4 separate regions of the Mus musculus genome follow, and regions 2, 3 and 4 are each linked to region 1. A link is a contact called in public HiCAR-type and promoter capture Hi-C data. All regions are on one chromosome and are shown on one strand. The core of a region is the stretch at or near the end of the contact, and the rest is flanking DNA. Distances in the headings are between cores, read along the strand shown.

Region 1 (5,253 bases), core at 1,275-3,774:
TAAAAAAAAAAAAATCTATATATGCCCCAGTACAGGGGAATGCCAGGGCCATGAAGCAGGAGTGGGTGGGTTGGGGAGAAGGGCAGGGGACTTTTGGGATAGCATTTGAAATGTAATTGAAGAAAATATCTAATAAAAAACAAAAATTATAATGAAAAAATCTAACACAAAAATATTGAGTGATTTTTTTTAACTAGTTTTTGAAGATCTATAGTCTAGCCTGGCTTCCTTACAATGTAACCTTCAACATTTTATTTGGACTCCATGTGCCTCAATTTCTTATTTATTACATAGCAGAAATGACCTTTTTTTCTATTGATTAAAGCAATTGGAGAAGTTAAAAACAACACTATACAAATATAAAATCGGGCCAAAACCACCATTTTTTCCTAATTTTTTAGGCTTTTTAAAAACATATTGCTAACATGGTTCTTGTGTTACCATTAACCTGTAAAACTATTCTATATTATCCATTAACACCAAGGAAATGAAAACTTTTAAATGTGGCCTTTAATTCTTTTCTATGATAGTTCCTCTTTTCTAGCCAAACTTTTATGTTCCTTGCTCTTTTAAGCCACAAACCCATAGCCCAGTAAAGTCATCCATTTCTAAACCCCTGCAGATAATCCTCATTTGGTCTTAAATCCTTTAACTGCTCCCACCAAGTGACAATCCATAAGCCACATCAAACTGGCTTCAGCCTGCTTTTCTAGGACAAGTCCCAACCCCCATCCACTCCCCTGCCACAAAAGGGATTTTCCCCCCTATATTTAATCTTTCCTAAATCTCCATCCTGTAATTCCTGTGTATAGTTCCTGTCGTTTACAGAACAAACAGCTCCTGGTATCATTAAGACTATTTATTCCGAATAACCACAGAAGCACGATTTATGTATCTATTCAAGTTAAGAAGGTACACAAATCTTTTACTCGTTTTTTTTAAATACCACACACACACACACACACACACACACACACACAATGGCTCTAGCTTTACGACAGTGCTGGCCAATTATCTGACACCCTTTCCCACCCCCCACCACTGTCCTTGCTCTTAATTTAGGCTCTGTTCTTCGTGGTGACACTGGTGTTCTTCCCACCTCTCTGCTCCCTCCCTATCCAAACCTGGTGTCCTGGGGAACACTGGGCATGCTCAGTAGCCACAGCTGATGCAGGAAGCAAACCGGGATCTTTTTTTGCGGCATTAGAACCCGGCTGCAGCCTAAGGCCCTAAATCAGCGGCCCAGAAATTGCTCTATCCTTCTACGGAATCACATAACTGTGTATTAGAAAGATGAGAACGGATTTGGAAAAGGACAGTTTACAGCGGTCCTAGTCTGCAAGGTGGGTCACAACCGAAGAGCTTCTCTCTTACATGGTTTGGTGCTGCGGAGATTTCTGCTGTTCTGAGCAATGATCACGCTGATAGAAAGCTAGGAGCTAACGTTTGGCATCTCCGCTTCACCATGTATATACTGACCTCCTCCCACCCCTCACCCACGCCTCCCTTGAGCTGCCCCAGACTAAAAGGGATGCTGCCTTAAGTCAAAGTCTGTGCGCCAGACAGAGGGATTGTGTAGAAGACAGGCAAATCAATCACACCAAATATTAAATCAAGCAGGCGGCTAACGGACCCAGCGATAAACAAATGGGCTAATGTCAAATGACAGTTCAGGAACCTTTCAGATACTCATATGTGAATAGTATGCCTGTCTCCAAAAGCGCATACCTTCCACATACACGAACTGTGGCACACGTCCATTTGAGAAAGAACTGACAGACCACACACACTCACACACACACACACACACACACACACACACACACACACACACACACACACACGACCCTTTTCCCGTTTTCTGCTGAGATCAAATCTCTAGAGCTTCAAAACAGCAGCAGATTCCCTCACCTCACTGCCTGAGGATGGAGCACAGGAAGAAATGTATTAAGGGCTAAATAGGATAAGGGGGTTTGGGGGTTCTTTGCAGGAGCTTGAGTCAGCACTGCAAATCTTCGGAAACAGAAAGATAAGCAATAGCAGGCAGAGAGAAAGACACATAACTGTCCCTGCTGCTAAACCCTAGCCATTTCTTCAAACAGCAACAAATATGAGACATTTCATCACCATGCTGCATCCATATTGAGGAGGGAAAAAAAAAAAAAAAAGCATGTGCTCTGCTTTAAGCATTTTGGTCTCCGGAGATGGGAGGAGACCCTGTCCATATGCTGTGGGAGCTATCCACCACCCCAAAAGTACACTCTGCCAGCACCTAGCAGCGTACCACTTGCCTGACAGGTTCAGCAGCAAAGCGGTTAATCTATTTGACAGCAGGTTGTCTCTTACCGTAGGCAGCAGCGGCTCCATTTGGGCTCCCTGGTCTTTAATCTCCATGTTCTGTAACACCTCTGGAAAAAAAGCACCTTGCTCTGCAGTGTCTTCAGTGTCTTCCACTCAGCCGGGCACTCGCTCTGCTTAGTATTCGGATCAGGTAGCTCTGAAGCAGGAGGCAACTGCACACTCCAACTCACCAGAGTCACATGGCTCCTACTCACTCGGGCTGCTGGCCAGGTTTTGCACTGATTGCCTTGAATCCTTGGGCCGGTAAGAGAGATCCCCAAGCCCTGAATCACTGCCCACACCTGGATACTTGTATAAAGTACAGACGATGATGCTACAAGTCCAAAGGGCAGTGAGAATTTTGCCTGAGATGATAACTTCTTAAACAAATGAGTTCATGCTGGCCTCTAACCAGTTCAGTCTGATTTTGACACCTTAAGACACTCACTGCATTCCAGAATCCAATAGGAAATAATAGTTCAAATATGGTGATGTCAATGCAAAGTCTAAATAGGAGTTCTCTTACCTACTATCATTTAGTATGATATTTGAGGTAATATGACTTCAAAATTAGAATGTCAGTGAGCTTGAACCATTCACTAACTTAAAAATGTAAGTGGTAAAATAGACATTTACTATGTTTAAATTGTGAGAAACTGGCAAGTCATACACTATTAAAAAGGATTTTTTTCTAAAATTTGTCTCTCAAAACAGACAGGAATGGAAAATATTCTGACAATAGCAATAGCAATGACTAAAATATATTAAAGGTCAATTAAAAGGTGGCAAATCTGATCAGTAGCTTAGGCATATATTCCTTGCCTTAACTAGTTAAGTAATTCATGGAAGGAGAGGAGTCAAAGAACACCATTAGAAAAAAGACATTGGCGATGGTCTACACACACATTCTTTAAATAATTATGGAATTCATTTTGCATACATATTTCTTGAAATTAATTATGGGATCTGTCTTCTGAATGTGCAGTCAACCCCAGGGCTTCAGATATGCTAGGCAAATATTTACCGCTGAGCTGTATGTCCATCTCTTAGGTCTTTGAGAGAGGGTCTCAGTAAGAAGCAAAGAGTAGCCTTGAAATGGTTATCGTCCTGTCTCTTAGTCTTAAATGTTGAGATTATAGGGGGCGGCCAAAACAGTTCCTGGTTGTATCTATTTTAAGTAATGAAATCCATCTATCCCTGGACCTCAGACTAAGAATATAAAAGTTTAAAGTATATAAAAATAAAAATCTCTTAGGAGCTAAAAGAGGATGGCTATAATTTATTATAAACTTAAAAAGCCACCAGATTTTATAATCCTTAATGGTGGGAATTTACATAAAATAATATTAATAATACACTAAAGTTTATATATCTCTTATTGTAGATGGAATTATGGATAACTTTTTCATCTTCAATACAATTCTTAAAATAAGTTTTTATTGCTTTCTGGGAAACTACTAGTTTTTATACTGTAATGTTAAGAGTAACAGTTTTGTTCATAGGACATTTAGATTATACAATGGAACTGAATCTTAAGATATTTGACTAGGAATAAGTGGGCTCAACTTGATTTTCTACAAAAAAATTGATGAGTAAGTAAGTGTTCCTACCCACACACATAACCGTAACAAACAATCAGAAATGATTTATATGAATAACATAATAAAACTGTCCTTTGAACATTAATTTCTATTTAGTAACTAATCCTAAGTCACCTAGTTTATATTTTTTCTAAATTAATTTAAACATAATGAAGAAAATTCTGACTTTTTTTAAAACTTTTTTAAAGATTTATTTATTTTATGTATATGAGTACACTGTAGCTGTACAGATGGTTGTAAGCCTTCATGTGGTTGTTGGAAATTGAATTTTAGGACCTCTGCTCGCTCAGTCCCTGCTCCCTCCTGCCCAAAGATTTATTTATCATTATACATAAGTACACTGTAGCTGTCTTCAGACACACCAGAAGAGGATGTCAGATCTCATTTCGGGTGGTTGTGAGCCACCATGTGGTTGCTGGGATTTGAACTCAGGACCTTTGGAAGAGAGGTCAGTGTTCTTACCTGCTGAGCCATCTCGCCAGCCCCCAAAATTCTGACTCTTAATTCCAAGTGAGACAATAAAAACAAAATTGCATTTAAATTCCTATTAATCATCATTTTCTACAATATGTATTAATAAACTCTGAATGTGCTTTGCTGGAACAACCATTGCTTTGGTACTCTACCAACAGTTCCAGTGTAATAGGAGTCACCAGACCCTACTGCTAAAGCTCAAGGTCAATAAGATGGCTCAGCAGGAAATGGTGCTTGCCATCAAGCCGAAGGAACAGACTACATTCCCAGAACACTCAGAGTAGAAGGAGAAAACAAACTCTCACAGATATACACGAAATATAACACAATAGTAATAAATAGTGTAATATAAATTTTTAAAAATCCTATCTTTCTATATATCTCTGATCCAAAAGCATGAAATACTTGCCTAGAAAAATGAAAGAAGAAAAAGGAAATTATCCTCATTTAACCTACTATATCTATTTCATAAAATATCTTAAAGTTAATGGCCAAAGCCTGAGATAGTGGATCAATAAATACCCTAACCAACTCATATAAAACGAGCAATAGCTGGAGAGAGAGTGCTCACTCATCACTAGGTAATGGAATTTTTACTAAGAAAACAGTCTTCTAGCACAGTATCATTGGTTTCAAAATTCTGGTGGTAAAGAGAAATAAAAGAGAAGAGAAATTCCAAACTGCATAAGGAAATATGAAATGCATGAGTATATCTTATCTGTACATTCTTGGTGGAGGCTAGGAGGTAAATTATCCGGGGGTTTCCGTTTTGAAACTTGCTCGAAAGTGAATTCTGTATAATTCCTAATCCATAGTATTTCCCCTTAAGCCTAGATCA
Region 2 (5,253 bases), core at 1,364-3,863, 450 kb after region 1:
TTTCAGGCCTTTGTAATATGTGTCACATTTTTCAACCCCTAATCTTGAAAAAGATTAAAAACAAACAAACAAACAAAAAAACCAAGACACACCCCTAAAACCTGTGACAGAATACACATTACACATAGCATAAAATTAGCCGCTGTAAACTTTCCTTTCTTTCTTCTTCTTTTTTTAGAGAACCAGGTCTCGCTTATATAGACCTGACTAGCTTATAGACCAGCCTGGCCTTGAATTCAACAGAGATCCTGCCTCTGCCTCCTAGCACTGGGATTAAAGGCATGTGCCACCATGCCTGGCTTTTCTTTTTAGACAGGGTCTCACATGGCCCAATCTTTCGACTTCAAAAAAAATAAAAAAAGAATTTTCAGTCAGTTGGAAAAGAACTGAAAGAACTAATTTCTTTTCTCTCTTTCTTTCCTTTTCTTTTTTGGCGTGTAGTGTGTGTGTGTGTGTGTGTGTGTGTGTGTGTGTGTGTGTAAAAGAGTCACAGGGCAACATTGAGGGGTTAGTTTCTCTCCTTCTACCTTGCTGGTCCTCGGGATGGATCCCTGATGTCAGGCTTAGTGGCAGACACCTTTACTTGCTAAGTCAACTTACTCACCTAACCCACTTGTACTTTTGTTTCTGATGCTATGATGAACACTATGACCAAAAGCAACTTGAGAATGAAGGGGTTCACTCCATCTTACAACTCATAGTTCAAAACCCATCACTGGGGGAAGTTGGAGCAGAAACTCAAGCAAGAAGCTGGAGCAAAAAACCACAGAAGGTTGATGCCTACTTCCCAGTTTTCTTCTCCCAGCTTGCTCATTCTTTCTTATAAAGTCTAGGCCCACCTGCCCAGGGATCATAGTACTCAGAGCTGGCTGGATCCTCCCATATCAACCAGCAATAAAAGAATACCTCACAGACAAGTTCACAGGCCATTCTGATAGAGACGATACCTCAAATGAAAATTCCTCTTCCTGGTATGTTTGTTTTTATTACGTTGAAAAAAAAAACCTATGATACCTAATTCATAATTATGTTTCTACAGTGTACAAGAATAACTTCAGATGTTTAAAATGAGTCAAGTATTAAAATGAAATAGCACAGGAAATTATCTCAATAATTTGCAAGAGGACAATAATCTTGGATACAAAACCTAGGCAAAGCCACATGACTAATAGTTCTTTACAGTATGTGGCACATAGCATGAAGGGTTACTATATCTGTATCTTCCTCCTGAGTTCTGGGATTAAAAGCATGAGCCACCATGCCTGGCAACAACTGTACCTTTAAGAAAGGAAAAGAAAGAAAGAAAGAAAGAAAGAAAGAAAGAAAGAAAGAAAGAAAGAAGAAAGGAAGGAAGGAAGAAAAAAAAAACGACATAAAAATCCAAACTTGGGAAAAGTGACCAACGCCAAGAGAAGAGGGTGTACAGAGTAAGCAATGATCTCATTTCCATAGGGGAGCAAAACAACGTGAGTAGGCGCCTTTAAGAGATGTGGAAGGCTTTGTCTTACATGATTGAAAACGCTTTAGCGGGGTGGTTTCATTTTCTCCTTTATCATTTGAGGGGTTCACGGCCCCTCTCAAAGGGGACAATATGGCTTTTCGCAAGAAGGTGGTGCTTGTCTTTCTGTTACTGGGCAAACGGCGGGGTGTTACTCCACCTCTCTTCACTTTCTAGCTTATCGTTTCTTCTTCATGTTAACTTCTCAAAAGTTTCTGCGAGAGAAAAAGACACCCAAGAAGGCTGCTTTGTACAGCCAGCCTAATAGTGAGAGAGCCTAAGTCCTCTGGGGGTACAGCGAGCATCTTCCCCCTTGATCGGATTTCAGGACAAGCATTGCTCTTTTTCTTCTCGTTTGTTTGCTTGCTTGCTTGTTTTTGGTGTATAACTCGTTGCCACTCAGTTTACACGACGGTGGAGACTCTACCTAATGACTGGGTGACCAGGGAAGGAGGATGGCTACTTCTGCTCTTTGAGCCTTGGCCACCCATTCTCTCCGGGACTCCTAGGGGGAAGTTACCCAACTTCTCATTGACAAGACTATGATGACACTCCACAGGAAAGCAGAGAAGGGAATTGTGCAACTCCCGGGATAGACACAAAGAGTCTATTAAGTGTTCGAGGGCATAACCGCCGGGGCGACCGGCTTCTGCGAAGTCGAGGACTCCGGGATCCCCGGCGCCCCAACACCGCAGGCCGTGCCGCGCTCGTTTCCAGCCCCGGGAAGCAGCGAGGAGAGCGGCAGTCACCCTGCCGCGACGGGTGGGGGACTGTCGTCGCGGAGCTGAGGTCACGGGCCGGGAAAGCCCCACAGGGTCAGCTCGGGGACAGGGACCCGCGCTTTCTCTCGCTCAAAATCGCGCTGTAAACTCGCTGGGGCCGCAGCTCTACTTCTCGGAGGAGACTTCGGTGCAGCGCAGCGCATCCCACACCCGCTCACACACCCCAGCCCTGCGTCCCCGGGCTCGGCCGACCCAGACTCCCTGTCTCCGCTTTTACTCACAGTGGAGGGTTCCGGCTGTGCTCGCTCACGCCACAGGTCGCCGGTGCCCGGCAGAATGACTGCAACCGGAAGTAGCTTTCCGTTCCAGTTCAGAGGGCAGCGACTGCGCTCTGAGTCATTAACGCTTCACCTTCCATCCTCAGGGCCAGCCCCGCCCCACGTCCCGCCTCTGCAGGAAAGCCCCGCCCACAAAGCCCCGCCCCGCCAAGCTCCTTGGAGGCCCGGGGCCATACAGGAAATAGCATCTGACAGTAAGAGAACCCTAAACATAAGTCATTTGTTTAAAGGTCACTTCAGTGTCTTAGCTAGAATTTTGAGCAAACAGTAAATAACTACTTCTAATATTACCTTATATGTAGGTTAGAGAACCACTCAGAAAAACTTGATATATTGTGAAATTCCTGTTTAGAGCAGGTAGGGGAAGGCCCAGGAAATTACAGTTTTCACCAGATCCTTATGCGAATATAATTGAGTTAAAGTCCACAACTTGAGAAATATTACATATACACTCGGTGTTTCCTCCCACTAGTAATACTTTCCAATGGATATACTTGCTAAAAAAAATTCAATTTCTAGTAAATTTCTCGGGGATTAAAAGTTTCTCATTATTTTATCCAGACATGCTTGAATGATAGCTGAGAGAGAAATTTCAGATGGACGCAGTGAGAAAAACATCTTTTCCGTGTTAGAACAAGAGAGTTGGGTTCTGGCTGCCCCATTTTCTCTTTAGTTCAAAGATTCAAACACTTGTCTGGTTCTAACCGTTAGCTTGAATATTTGGGGCAAATTTTAAAATTCAAACCATCGTTTAAAACTATTAAAAAACTTTCATCAGCTGCGGTTGCTCACAGAAAACCTAAGCAAGATCCAACCAATCAACCTGCTACCACAGTGGTGGGTGGGGTTCACAAGCCCATATGTCAAACCAGTATCTGTGAGGAGCTAAGGGCAGTGGGTGGACTTGAGGGGAGGAGGCCAGTTTTATTTAGGGTGTGTCTCATGCTTCAGTAGATGATACTATGTCTGAATTTATACAGGCAGCACAAACTGGACTTTGTGGTCACTTGGGGTGGGAGGTGGAGGTCATAAGGTTGGGAGAGGGGATGGATCTAGGAGGAGTTGAGGGGGATATGGTCAGAACATTGTGGGGCTGGAAAGATGGCTCAGAGGTTAAACACATGATTGCTCTTCCAGAAGACCCCCGTTTAATTCCCAGCACACACATGGCAGTTCACAACTGTCTGTAACTCTGGTTCCAGGGGATCCTATACCCTCACCCAGACATATATGCATTATAATATATTTCTAAAGGAAAAATAGAACAAACACATTATATGATTCTTTAAAAAATATTATAAAATATTACTCAAAATTTTAACAAGCAGAACTTCCCACCTATAACATTTAGATCAAGTAAACACTTTTTCCCACTAAGTCATCAAGTTAATTGTGACACAGCACTGCTCATATTAAAATAAAACAAAATGACTTGTTTTCTCTAGAGCAGGGTTAGATGCAAAGTAAATTGAGAGAAAGGTCTAGAAACTTCCAGCATGTTCCTCATCTTCATCCTCAGTGCTGAGGTGGAAAAAACTGCTAGCAAGAACAATGTTCTAATTTTCATGAGGAAAAAATAAATTATCAACTCCTTAAGGCAGATGCAAAGAATATGAAAGATGGTAAGTGTGTATCTATTTTGTTAGCGCAGTAATGAAGGAAAGTTTCTGTCTGTGCCAGTCCTCATTCAGTGTTTTTAGTATTCTAGATTTTGGTTGTTCTAACAGGCAATTGTGTCTTGATTGATTTAACTGATGACTTCTGGGAGAGGAAGTGTTTTCTTTAAGGGCACATGGCCTTTCTTTGCATATGCTTATATTAGTTGTTTTTTAAACAGGTCTAGATAGCCAGGAAATTTCTATGTAACCAGGCTGGCCTTGAACTCACAAACATCTGCTTGTTCATGTTTCCTTGGTACTAGAATTAAGGGCATGAGAGGCCACGGGCCTCCTGATAATATCTTTGGAAGAGTAGAAATTTCACATTTTAATGAAATCTAGTTCATTCAGCATTGGTTTTGAGTACACTTGAAGCTGCTTTAGAAATTCCTTGTTAAAATTATAGAATTAATAATACATTAAGAACACAAGGCTGACTACATAGGCAGTTAGAAATATAGATGTGCTGCAAACTTTGAATAAGGAAAATATGCATTTCTTACACATAGATTTTTTTTATTTTCCATTCCCATGATGTTTAGTCATGAAGAGAAATGACTGTACATGTGCAACGGGCCTAAATGCTGACAGAACTGTTTAAAATTGATGATTTTTAAATCAAAACACAGACATATATTTTATTTTTCCTGTAATGATTACGACTTTCATCAGCATTGACATTCAATGAATATTAAAAATATAGTGTTGTGGACATTCATATATAGAAGAATGAAACTAGATTCATATCTCTCACCTGTACAAAAAAAAAAATCAACTCAAAAAGAACCAAAGTCTTGAATGTCAGAACTGAAACTCTAAAACGGTTAGAGAAAAAAGTGGAGGAGATCTAGGCTTAGGCAAAAATTGTCAATAGGACTTTATTTGCTCTGAGAATAAGGCCAATAATTGATGAATGGGACCTCATGTTAAATAAGCAAAGATATAGCCTACAGAATGGGAGAAAATTGTTGTTACGGAATTTGACAGTGGATTAATATCTAGAATATATAAAGAACTCAATAAATTAAACATGGAAA
Region 3 (5,253 bases), core at 1,981-4,480, 290 kb before region 1:
CACTCACTGGGTATCTTCCAGCATCTTATCTTGCAACTTATCTTGACTTAAATATATATATAAATATATATATATATGCATGTGTATATATATAAATGTTTTAAGGAAAATACTATGCTTTAAGTTGTATTTTTCCACCATTTTTCTCATTTTGATGCTTGATTTTTTTCTTCTTCTTAGTATTATCCAACCTGAAAGATGGTTTTCTTGGCTATGTCCAAGCATGGAAAGTCCTATAAACTCAGGAGCTATTCTGCCTAGTGCTTCAACACCTGCCTCTGGAGAATGATGAATGAGAAGCCAAAGCCAATTTGAAGAGCAGATGAGGCAGAGGCTTAAGTCCAAACTCTAACATCAAAATTCATCAGGACACTTGCCTCACTTCCTCAGAACACATGCCATCATACCAGAACACACATCATCATTCTGCTCTTTCTCTCTCTCTCTCTCTCTCTCTCTCTCTCTCTCTCTCTCTCTCTCTCTCTGTGTGTGTGTGTGTGTGTGTGTGTGTGTGTATGTGTAATGCTATAGCACAGGAGTTTGAATCTGCCATTTCACGGCTCCTTTTCCAGCCTTTTCTATAGGCTCCTTTTGTAGACCCCAATCCTCCCTTCCCCTGGCTCTACCTCCCACAGTGGTGGCCATTCTCATCTCTCCCCTTAGGTGTTCCCTGTATGAGGTAGTCGTGTAAATAGAAGTCACTTCCTCCTGCCAATGGCAACGCACGCACATTGGGTGCACGAAGTCAGCCTTCCTCTTCACTGCACAGATGGCACCCGAGGACTGTTTAATCCTTCCACGCCAGGAGTCGGGTTTTCTTGGCATGAAATTCATTGCTGGCAATGGACACATTAAAACTGCCAGTACCAGGGAGCTAAAGGTTCCCAATGTGTTACTCAGAGGGATTATCTGGGAGGGTGATAGCTAAGGTGGGCAGGAGAAAAGTGAGGTAAATGCATTGAGGGAATTGTCTCCACTGAGCCCCGCTCCGCTGGTTGCTTCCTCTGAGCCTGGAGGACTGAATCCGCGCGCGGGGATCGGAGTCTGAGAGGAACCCTGAATCTAAGTTGCCTATTTTTGGTGCACAGCAGGTTTTAGAATAAAGCTGCCCTCCTTTGTTTTTTAAATGAGCCTGTGCTTTTGTCTCTGGCAAGAATATATTCAAACATTCTATTTTCCTCCAAGGCCCCAGCTGCCCCTCTGGACCTGTCATCTCCCACTTCTTTTCTTTCCCAGGTTCTCTCTCTCTCTCTCTCTCTCTCTCTCTCTCTCTCTCTCTCTCTCTCCTCTCCCCTCCCCTCCCCTCCCCTCCCCTCCCCTCCCCTCCCCTCCCCTCCCCTCCCCTCTCCTCTCCTCTCCTCTCCTCTCTCTTCTGTCCTATCCCTTGATAAGACAGAGAATTAATTCAATGATTCCTGAAAGGTTTCTGTCACTGTGCACTTCTGTGGGTCGAGAAAATATTTTGGAAAAAAAAAAAAAGTCCCATTTAGTCAGGACTCTCTTAGCACATCCAGAGTTAGGAATGCACAAAATGTTCGGTTGTGCAATAAGTAAGTTTATATTCTTAGCTAAGAAGCCATTGACACATAGAACTATAGAATTTGGAAGAGAACATAATTTTCAGTACAACTCAATGAGATGAGTCAGTACCAGGGGATAAATGACCCCGACTTTAAAGGAACCCAAATCTCCAAGAGAACACACCTGTGCATTTGGACCTCTTTACTACTGAGGAAAGAGATGCCACCAGGTGTATTGTCAGTGTGTGCCCTGCTCAAAGCTAGTATACCATTTGTGAAGGCATGTACCTACGTGGTTAACTTCCCCACAGCAGGTATATTATTTCGGATATTTTAAAAATAGTTATGAAGATTGGGAGATCGTGAAACTCAGGCTTTGACTCAATACAGTGACCCCTGCAGTGACCCCCCTAAGACTTTTTGAAGATCATCACCCACTATGGACAAATGACAAGGCAGGAACTCCTTTAAAGACTACAAAGACCCCAAAGAGGAATCCCCCAAGGACCTGGTCCCAGAAAGGTGACATGTCTGAGCTATTTAGCAGGGTAATTCTGTGGACAAATCTTCTCTACCTGCAGTCTCCATGCATAACAGACAGAAATGGCAAGGGATTTAAGCAAAGAAATGGGACAACCAGGGAGGCAATTCTGCAATCTGTGACCCAACACATGCCATAGTGTAGCCATAACCCAAGGATTGGGATCCTGACCAATGGGTGGGTGATCAATTTCTCAAAGCTCACCAGCAATCAGACACTAACATGTAAGAGTCTTTCGTTCATTTATTCAAAGTGTCTGCCATTTGACTTGCTCAAAAGTTTATTCCTTATAGACAAGAAAAATAGTAAAAACACTGGAGAGATAAATTTTTAAATGGTAATGGAACATAACTTGAACATCACAACAGTATCCAATTTGTATGGAAAAGACTAGAGACTTCCCAATTGTGACCATAGGGCCTGGTTATCTATGTCAGAAGCCTGTAGGAAGTTCAGGGAAAAGGAGAAGTCAAAAATAAAGGATTTCAGCTCCCCACCCCCACCCAGATTCATTCACCCATTCATTATTGTGTTAGTATAACTAGACTGTTATTCTAAGAGCTTTACAAGAATGATCAGGTTCAAGTTTCCCTGATTCCCACCATTGTACTGACAGGGAAACCGAGGCACTAAGATTTCAAGCAACATATAGATGTTGAGGGTTTGAAAGGGAAGAAGACACTCTATGAGCCAGGAAAGAAGGAGAAGGGCAGAGAAAGGGGGAAGATACCAGGAAGATCAGAGAGGCTCCCAACAGGTTACTATGTGGGGAGGGGGCAGCAGGGAGAGAGACAGTGACAGAGAGAAAGATTTTCCTGGGATCTCTAAGACAGATCTATTGAACTGAGGGGATAGCTTGGGGAAGAGCAGACCAAATGGTGACCAATACATATGGCAGGGCGTAGACTGGAGAAGGGATTGTCTTGTGAATAAGCAGAGAAGTAGAAGACAGAGGGCAGGGGGAGTGGGGCCCCAGTCCTGAGCCTTGCTGCCAAGAGGAGAGGGCAGCCTGGAACACACAGAAGGGCTGATTTAACTTGTAGAGGAGATTTATTTTGCATTTTGCTCAAAATTTGATAGGCTTTTGGCAAGTGCATGAAACAGTCATGGATTTGGCAGTCTTCTGCTAGCAGATTTGAAACGTTCAATCCTTAGGATGCTGCATCGTTAGGTTATGCAAAACAGGGTGCAATTTTGTAAATATGCCATCTTGCACTGATTTGACATTTGTTCTATTATCCCAGAATATGCCAAAGGGAGAGAGACCTTCAGATTTAAGCCAAACCTTAACTTGTTTGTGGAGTGCTGATAAAATGTTGACTGCTGTGTGATCTTTAAAGCAGCCAGTGTTGCTTGTGAGGCCCGAGGTAGAGCCCCCTGTCTGGGGTGGATGGGAGCTCTTTCCTTGGCAGCTCCTGGGTGCAGTTGTTGGGTGGATGTAAACAAGTACAACATCTTATTTGATGGGTTGGATTCAGTTTCTCTTAAATGTTTTCTGTGCCCTCTGCTTAGTATTAATGATAATTCTCCAAATGGCACCTTTTAATATTATTCATGCAGCATTGATTTCAGGAGAATCCATAGAGTAAGCTAGTAAGCCCAAGGTTGTAGCTTCCTGAGTTGGTAAGGTGTTATCTCTCAGACCCAGTGAATGTTTGGTCCTCTCCAGGAGCCTCTGGGTGGTAATGAGTAGTTTGGCTGTGATCAAATGACTATAGAATATATTGGTCAGGAACCTGAGCTTTGAAGTTCAAACAGCCTGCATTGAAAGTTTGTTTCCATTACTTCAAGAAGTTTGAACTTGAGGAGGCTGTGTTCCTTCCCTGAACCTGAATTTCCCCCTCTACATAATGGCAGTAACCATATATGCCTCCCAGAGTCACAGAAGTGATTCCAGGAGACCCCAACACCTGCCATGATGTAAGCTTCAAAGGCATGGCAGTTGCCACCATCCTTATCTTCAGGGAGCCAAGCGTCCTTCTGGTTTATGGATGGCACAAAGGGTAGCGTGAAAATTGTCACACCTCCTGTTTCTCACAGCATTCCCCTACTCTCATCAGCTCCTTCCTTTATTTCAAAAATACAAAGATTTCTTTGTTGGAAGGTAGCTGAGGAACCAGCATGATCCAACAAGCAGCTACAGATGGTTCTTCTTGGGGATTGAAGAAAAACCTCCTCACAGAGATGCTGTGGAATCGGCATTGCCGCTGGACCAATCCTTTCCACTTCTCTCTGCCAGACTGTTGCTGGCAGCAGGGGGCTCTCCGGAAGTTTCTAGCCTCAGGAGAGTGCCAACTGCACTACCATTGCATCCCTGCCCATTTATCACTCCGAGCTTCCGTTTTTTGTCATTGGTGATAGACTATTCAGCTTGTAACTTAGTCATCCATTTCCTTTTTCTCATTCCTGTTTCCATGGATAGGCAATGGGGGATCATCCAATTGGGGTGCATGAAAATAGTACAATTAATATCTTCCCGGCCGTTAATGATATATTGGAGAAATGCATGCATTGCCTATACACTCGCTTTGCATGTTTCCTTCACAGCTTGAAGTGTGCCATACAGAGGGCAAATAGAGTCTTACCAGAGAAGCTAGGACACATGGTCCAGTAATGAACCACTCACCAGTGGATCCTGAGGCAAAGTGACATCATTGCATTTGGGGGATGAAGGGTTGTTTCCTGCACGGAGAGCTCCTAAGAGGGTGTGCTCTTGGCAGCTGCCTGTCTCTCTCATTGAAAAGTCCCTTGGGAGGCTGCTCCCAGTGAGCAGGGAACCATGGACTGAAATGGCACACTTCTCTTGCAACTGCAGGGGGAAGCTTTTGTTTTATTTTTCTCTTGCTGCATTAAAGTATTTGTCTTTCTTTCTTTGTAGTGTAATATTGTTAATGTAAAACAATTTGCATCATGACACTTTTATCACAGTTTTCGTCTTTTTCTCAGTATGTTGCGTTTCTCACCATGTCTAGTTCATCACAGCTACAGTGTGTACATCACAACATTTATCTTAGGCTCAGGGTTTTACTTGTTTATAAAAATTGTCTTCTTTCAGCCTGTATTCACTCCATTTAAGAAAAAAAAAGGCAGCCAGAAACTGTTTTGGTCCAAACTCCAGTAGTTATCACATTCCTTGCTAACTGTCCTGTGTATTTATATGTCTCCTAACTATTACTCTCTGTTTCAATGACA
Region 4 (5,253 bases), core at 1,865-4,364, 260 kb before region 1:
GAAGAGCGAATCTGTAGCCTAGAATGAGGTGTTCTTTGCAACTTAGTTTATCGAGGCATATGGGCATATGCACATCATGGGTTCTGAGTCTGAACATATCTCTCCATTCAGGTAGAAAATGTTACTTTTATTCTTTTAATATTGTTGTACATGGAGGGACATAAAGTGACCCTCAGTAATCCCAAAGGCTATATACAGCAAACCAAGATGTAAACAAAGTATCTATCTGTCCTTGGTTGTTCACAGAAGATGATACATAGCATCTCTTTTGGCCAAACCAGAAAGATGTAATAAAGAAGGCTAAAATGCAAAACAAATGGAAGAGAATAAGAGTATGGTTAGCACTGGTGTCACCTGGCAACAGCAACAGCAGCAACAACAACAACAATAACAACAACAACAGCAACAACAGGCAGATCCATTAGTGGCAAAGACTGGGGCGAAAGATTTGTGGATATGTCTTTCCTGACGCTTGTCCACTTTTCTCTCAAACCGCTTCCAATAATTATTTTGTACCCCAAGGCTCGTTAGTATGTGTGGGCTTTAGACTAGTCATCATTCTATCTAAACAAAAACTCATCACCTCCAAAGATAGCATTCCCAGCCATACTTATCTGAAGTGAAGGTGGCTGAGCAGCCACTGCTGCTGTCTTCAGGTGCCAGAAGGGGCTGGGTGGGCCTGGGTGTGGTGATGGAGGAAAAGCTGCACCCCAAGTAGCACCGTTGGGGAGGCAAAGATGGCAAAGACTTTTCGTAGAAGAGCCATGAAATTACGCAGTTTCCATTATCTTCACAGCCTAGTCTATCTCGTCATGCATGAAGACATGGAGTTGAAGAAAACTGACCAGGTAACTACTGTACAAGTGTTTAATGTGGCTTCCATTTAGCACATCATTTGCACAGGATCCATGAATGATCCAACAAGATTCATTCAAACCCAAAGGAAGGGTTTGGCCAACAAGGGTATAGAAATCTTTTATGCTATGATGTTAAGACATTATTTTAATTAAGATGGTTACCAAAACAGTTTTTAGATACAAAATAAGGGGGAAACAACTAATTCCATATCCAACAAAGAGCAGAAAAATTGACGCATTGAAAAAGGAATTCACTCAATTTGCACGCGTCAATTGAGTTGCATAATGTTCTAGGCACATCTCAAAGAAGATTAATAGACACTACTAGCAGTGGGTGGGTAGGTGGGGGGGCACCCTCATAGAGGCAGGGAGGAGGGAGGAGGGGATAGAGGGCTTGTGAAGGGTAAACTGTGGCAGGGGATAACATTTTAAATGTAAAAAAATAAAATAACCAATAAAGAATGAAAATAATTTAAAAAAATCTCAAAGTACGAACAAGAGCAGAGTCAGTATTCACGAAGGTACTTACGTTATTTTAGGGAGCAAACACTTGTCAATGTTGCAATTTCTGCTTTTTAAGGACTTTTTTTGCGGAGATTCAGTACTCCTGTTCAACACTTCATTTTATTGAGGAGACAAATAAGCCCTGCAGAACCTAGGAAGCACCTACCATTTCATTCTCTCAACTAATACACTGGGCTGCAGATAGTGCATATGTATATAGTTTAAAAACAATAAATGACCATGTTCATAGCAGACAATTAGGTAGAAGCTGTAATAGATAGAAGCTGCAAACAATCCAGATGTCGCTCAACTCAAGAATGGATATAGAAACTGTGGTGCAATTACACCATGGAATACTATTCAGACTATTCAGCTATTGAAAATGAGGACATCGTGAATTTTGCAAGCAAATGAATGGAGCTACAAAATATCCTGAGTGAGGTAACTCAGACTCAAAAGGACATGCATGGTGTGTACAAAAAGTACGGAGTACATAGGATAAAATCCACAGACCTTAAGAAGTGTAACAAGTAGAAAGGCCCAAGTGAGGATGCTTCAATTCCACTTAGAAGGAGAAAGGAAATAATCACAGAAGGCAGAGGGAGGGAGGGCCTTGGGTGGGAGAGAGGAGGAGGAGGGGGAAAGGGAACAGGATCAGGTACCAGAGACCAGGGAGGGAAGACACCCTCAGGAGTCAGTGAGGTTGACCTAAGACAAAATGCCCAACAGTGTGGGGAGAGAAACCTTGAAGAGTCCACCTCCAGTAGATAGACAGGGCCTCAAGTGTAGGGACAAGGTGACTAACAAAGAGTTCTAACCCAGAACTGTTCTTGTCTAAAAGAACTGCAGGGACAAAAATGGAGAAAAGACTGAAGGAAAAGTTGTCCAATGATCTGCCCAACTTGGGATCCATCTTTTGAGAGTAACACCAAGGCCTGACACTATTACTGATGCTATGATGTGCTTACAGATGTTCTCTGAGAGGCCCTACCAGGAGCTGACTGAGACAGAGCAGATACTTACACCCAACAATTGGACTGAAGTTGGGGACCTGTATGGTTGAATTAGGGGAAGGATTGGAGAAGCTGACAAGGAGAGGGACCCCATAGGAAGACCAGCAGGCTCAACTAGCCCAGACCCCAGGGAGCGCCCAGAGACCGAGTCACCAACCAGGAGCATACACAGGCCAATCCGAGGCCCCTGGCACAAATATCGCAGAGGTCTGCCTGGTATGGCCTTAGTGGGAGAAGAAGAGCTTAATACTCTTGAGGTCCCAGGGAAGGGGGCAGGTTCTGGGTGGGGAGAGCACCCTTAGGAAGGCAAAGGGGAGGAGAAATGGGATGAGGAACTGTGGGAGGGGGGACTGACAGGGGAACAACGACTGGAATGTAAACAAACAAACAAACAAACAAGAAGTATTATATCTGATTTCCAATGGATTAAAGAGTTGGTAACATAAAACAATAAACCCCTTAAAAGGTAATCTGGTGTAAGGCTATGGATGCATCAGAACTTGACTCAGCAACTTTTTGAAGTGTGTGTGTGTGTGTGTGTGTGTGTGTGTGTGTGTGTGTGTGTGTGTGAGAGAGAGAGGGGGGGGGGCATGTGGCAGTCAGAAGACAGTTTGCAGCAGTTTGTTTTCTCCTTCGACATGTGGGTTTAGGAAAGATCTTGAGGACAGATTGCCAGGCAGTGCCTGTGACTGCTGACCCCCCTCACTCTCCCTGGACCTGACTCAGCACCTTTAAGTCATCACCTAAATTACTGTAAGTTCAAAATTCTGACACTGTCGTCTTATATTAAGAACTTAGCTTTTTTAGAGAGGTTGAGAGTCTGTGAGTCTAATAAAATGTTTATCTCAGATGTCAGAATCACCTGGAGGTCTTCAAAAAACAGACTGCTGGCTCTAGCGTCGGCACTTTGATGAAACAAGCCTATGAATTTGCATTCTTAAAATACTACAAGGTGCTGGCTGGAGCAGCAGAGCTCCTAGAACCACAGTTTGGGAAAGTGCTGCTTCAGGAGATAGAACATGCTTGCCCCACTCTATAGCTGAATTATAAACAACAACAACAACAAAAACAACAACAACAACAAAAAAAAACAAAAAACAAAAAACGCTTATGGATGTCAGTAATAAGGACGTTCTTCCTAAACCTACAGCCAATTCTTACCTTTCTAAGAAGGAAAGCATTTGCTGTAATTTGTTTAATTGTGCTTATTTTTAGATTGTACTTTCTTGGAATTTTTCATGATCACAAGGCTCCACTTGCCTTCTTTTTGTTTGCTTCTATTCTGTATGTGTTAGAGTGATCAATCAGTAAGGAAGAAGGTGCAGATACGAACACTTCTACAGACCTGCCTTCCCAGCCTCTACCTAATGCCCGCACTCTTGCTCACCACCCCAGAGCAAACATTCTGTTGAGTTGTTTGCATTTAGTGGCAGTCTGTCTGTCCTGTGTGCAATGTCCTGGAGGATATTGAAGAAGGAAGGAAGGCATGTTGGTACTCTGAGCACATTTGGACATCCAGAATTGATTCTGCAGTCTTCCCTTTACACAGAGCAATGTGCAAAATGTCAGGGTTCCAATATTCATTTCTACCCTGATTATAATCCTTTCTTTCTAAAAACCGAAGCATATGCATATGCATATGCATGAAGTACATGAAAATTTGGAACAGAAGCTCTGCGACCTTGGACTGGCCTGTGTAGCTATTTATTCTGCTTAACTCATTATTGAATTTTAAGGTCAAATGAATGTTTTCTCAGAGCCATAAGTCCAGAAATGGGCTACTGATAGGAAAACCCTGGAGGATAAAGGTACAAGCTTGTAACTATCATCAAAAGGACAAGAGGTGAGCTCACTTTAAATTCAAGTCTCGGGGAGCTGAGACATTTCTACTGTTTATCATCTTGCCAGATCACAACCAGAGTTCCTCAATTAATGTGAACATTTCAGAACAACTTGTCCATTATCCACTCTATTGCACACACTCTTGGAGCACTAAACGTTGGTACAAGATGCTATAGAACTACCATAACTTTCACGGGAATTCATAGGCTCCAGAAAAGAAAATACCCAAATTTGGGCCCTCAAGTAGAAAGTGAACCTTGGATGTGAGCTTGGTGTCATCCCCCGCATGTCCTCCTCCACGCTGCTTTCCCAGTGCTAATTCCAAACAGAACATAAGCGTCTCCACATGCCCTTTCCTCCATCTCTCCACTTTGCTGGAGTAATGTCCTCTTTGCACTTCTTAGAACTATATTTTAATGTTTGGGTTTAGGTTATTTCTTGAATGAAATACTGGGTTTCCCATTTATTTCTATGCAATTAGGATCATATGAAAAGTATCATTGTCATAATCTATGTAAGATTTTCAGGATCTCTAAACCACGCCCATAAATATATTGTAAGGTTTGTTCCCTCTCATTTGGAACTGAAGTCTTATTCCATTTTTATATCCTTGTTGAAAGTATAAGTTCTAGGAAATTTAGTGGTATTCAGTTGTTCTTAAAATCTTTACTTTCAAGTTAAAAACAACAACAGTAAACAGAATGAGAGCATGATAAGGCAGAGTGTGAAATGATGGAATCTCTATACAAGGTCTCAGGCCGGTTAATAAATTCTCTGAATGCATCCATGATATGCACACCCGTATAAATGCCAAATAAACATTGCCAGTACTTATGGGCAAAAGGAATGGCTAATTCTACTAGCGATAATCACATCTCAGTTAAAGCTTTGACTTGGTACCACTGTGCAAAGTTTCAGTGGCAAGTTCTACTACAGTTCTGATCACTGTCAACTTGTTCTTTACAATGTCATGAACAAACAGGAGAAACCAATGGTGTCTTTCTATAGTTCTAGAGACAATAAGGTAGCATGAGAGA

What was found. Promoter capture Hi-C pulls out the DNA fragments that hold promoters and counts their contacts. HiCAR-type assays count read pairs that join an accessible place to other places.
Region 2: a HiCAR-type map of astrocytes shows a contact between it and region 1, with 2.4 times the contacts expected there. The contact joins the promoter of Tank here to the promoter of Slc4a10 in region 1. A contact is called at or near these places in 1 of 15 datasets of contacts at CTCF or cohesin (the NIH/3T3 cell line) and 2 of 115 datasets of contacts at active chromatin or transcription factors (astrocytes and forebrain).
Region 3: a promoter capture Hi-C map of hippocampal neurons shows a contact between it and region 1, with 2.7 times the contacts expected there. The contact joins the enhancer-like site here to the promoter of Slc4a10 in region 1. A contact is called at or near these places in 3 of 39 promoter capture datasets (the HPC-7 cell line, hematopoietic stem and progenitor cells and hippocampal neurons) and 2 of 115 datasets of contacts at active chromatin or transcription factors (SST interneurons and stem cell-derived neural progenitor cells).
Region 4: a promoter capture Hi-C map of second pharyngeal arch cranial neural crest shows a contact between it and region 1, with 2.6 times the contacts expected there. The contact joins the enhancer-like site here to the promoter of Slc4a10 in region 1. A contact is called at or near these places in 7 of 39 promoter capture datasets (the 3T3-L1 cell line, 3T3-L1-derived adipocytes, embryonic stem cells and 4 more), 1 of 115 datasets of contacts at active chromatin or transcription factors (forebrain) and 1 of 9 other capture datasets (adipose tissue).

Annotation. Positions count from the first base shown.
Region 1 is chr2:62,043,786-62,049,038 of GRCm38.p6, reverse strand. It overlaps Slc4a10 (solute carrier family 4, sodium bicarbonate cotransporter-like, member 10), which reads right to left and starts at 2,524. Exons shown (of 26, transcript NM_033552.3): 1 at 2,347-2,524. The coding sequence starts at 2,394.
Region 2 is chr2:61,590,457-61,595,709 of GRCm38.p6, reverse strand. It overlaps Tank (TRAF family member-associated Nf-kappa B activator), which reads right to left and starts at 2,613. Exons shown (of 8, transcript NM_001164072.1): 1 at 2,502-2,613.
Region 3 is chr2:62,337,543-62,342,795 of GRCm38.p6, reverse strand. All of the region lies in intron 23 of Dpp4 (dipeptidylpeptidase 4), which reads left to right. Among named protein-coding and RNA genes, the nearest start is that of Dpp4, 72 kb to the left of the region's middle. Within about 2 kb of position 3,230, at least 13 of the 459 cell types and tissues checked have an H3K27ac peak or open chromatin away from gene starts, as enhancers often do. A contact at or near this core is called in hippocampal neurons, where this site is marked.
Region 4 is chr2:62,306,397-62,311,649 of GRCm38.p6, reverse strand. The region is part of intron 22 of Slc4a10 (solute carrier family 4, sodium bicarbonate cotransporter-like, member 10); the gene reads right to left. Among named protein-coding and RNA genes, the nearest start is that of Dpp4, 100 kb to the left of the region's middle. Within about 2 kb of position 3,114, at least 8 of the 459 cell types and tissues checked have an H3K27ac peak or open chromatin away from gene starts, as enhancers often do. A contact at or near this core is called in forebrain and second pharyngeal arch cranial neural crest, where this site is marked.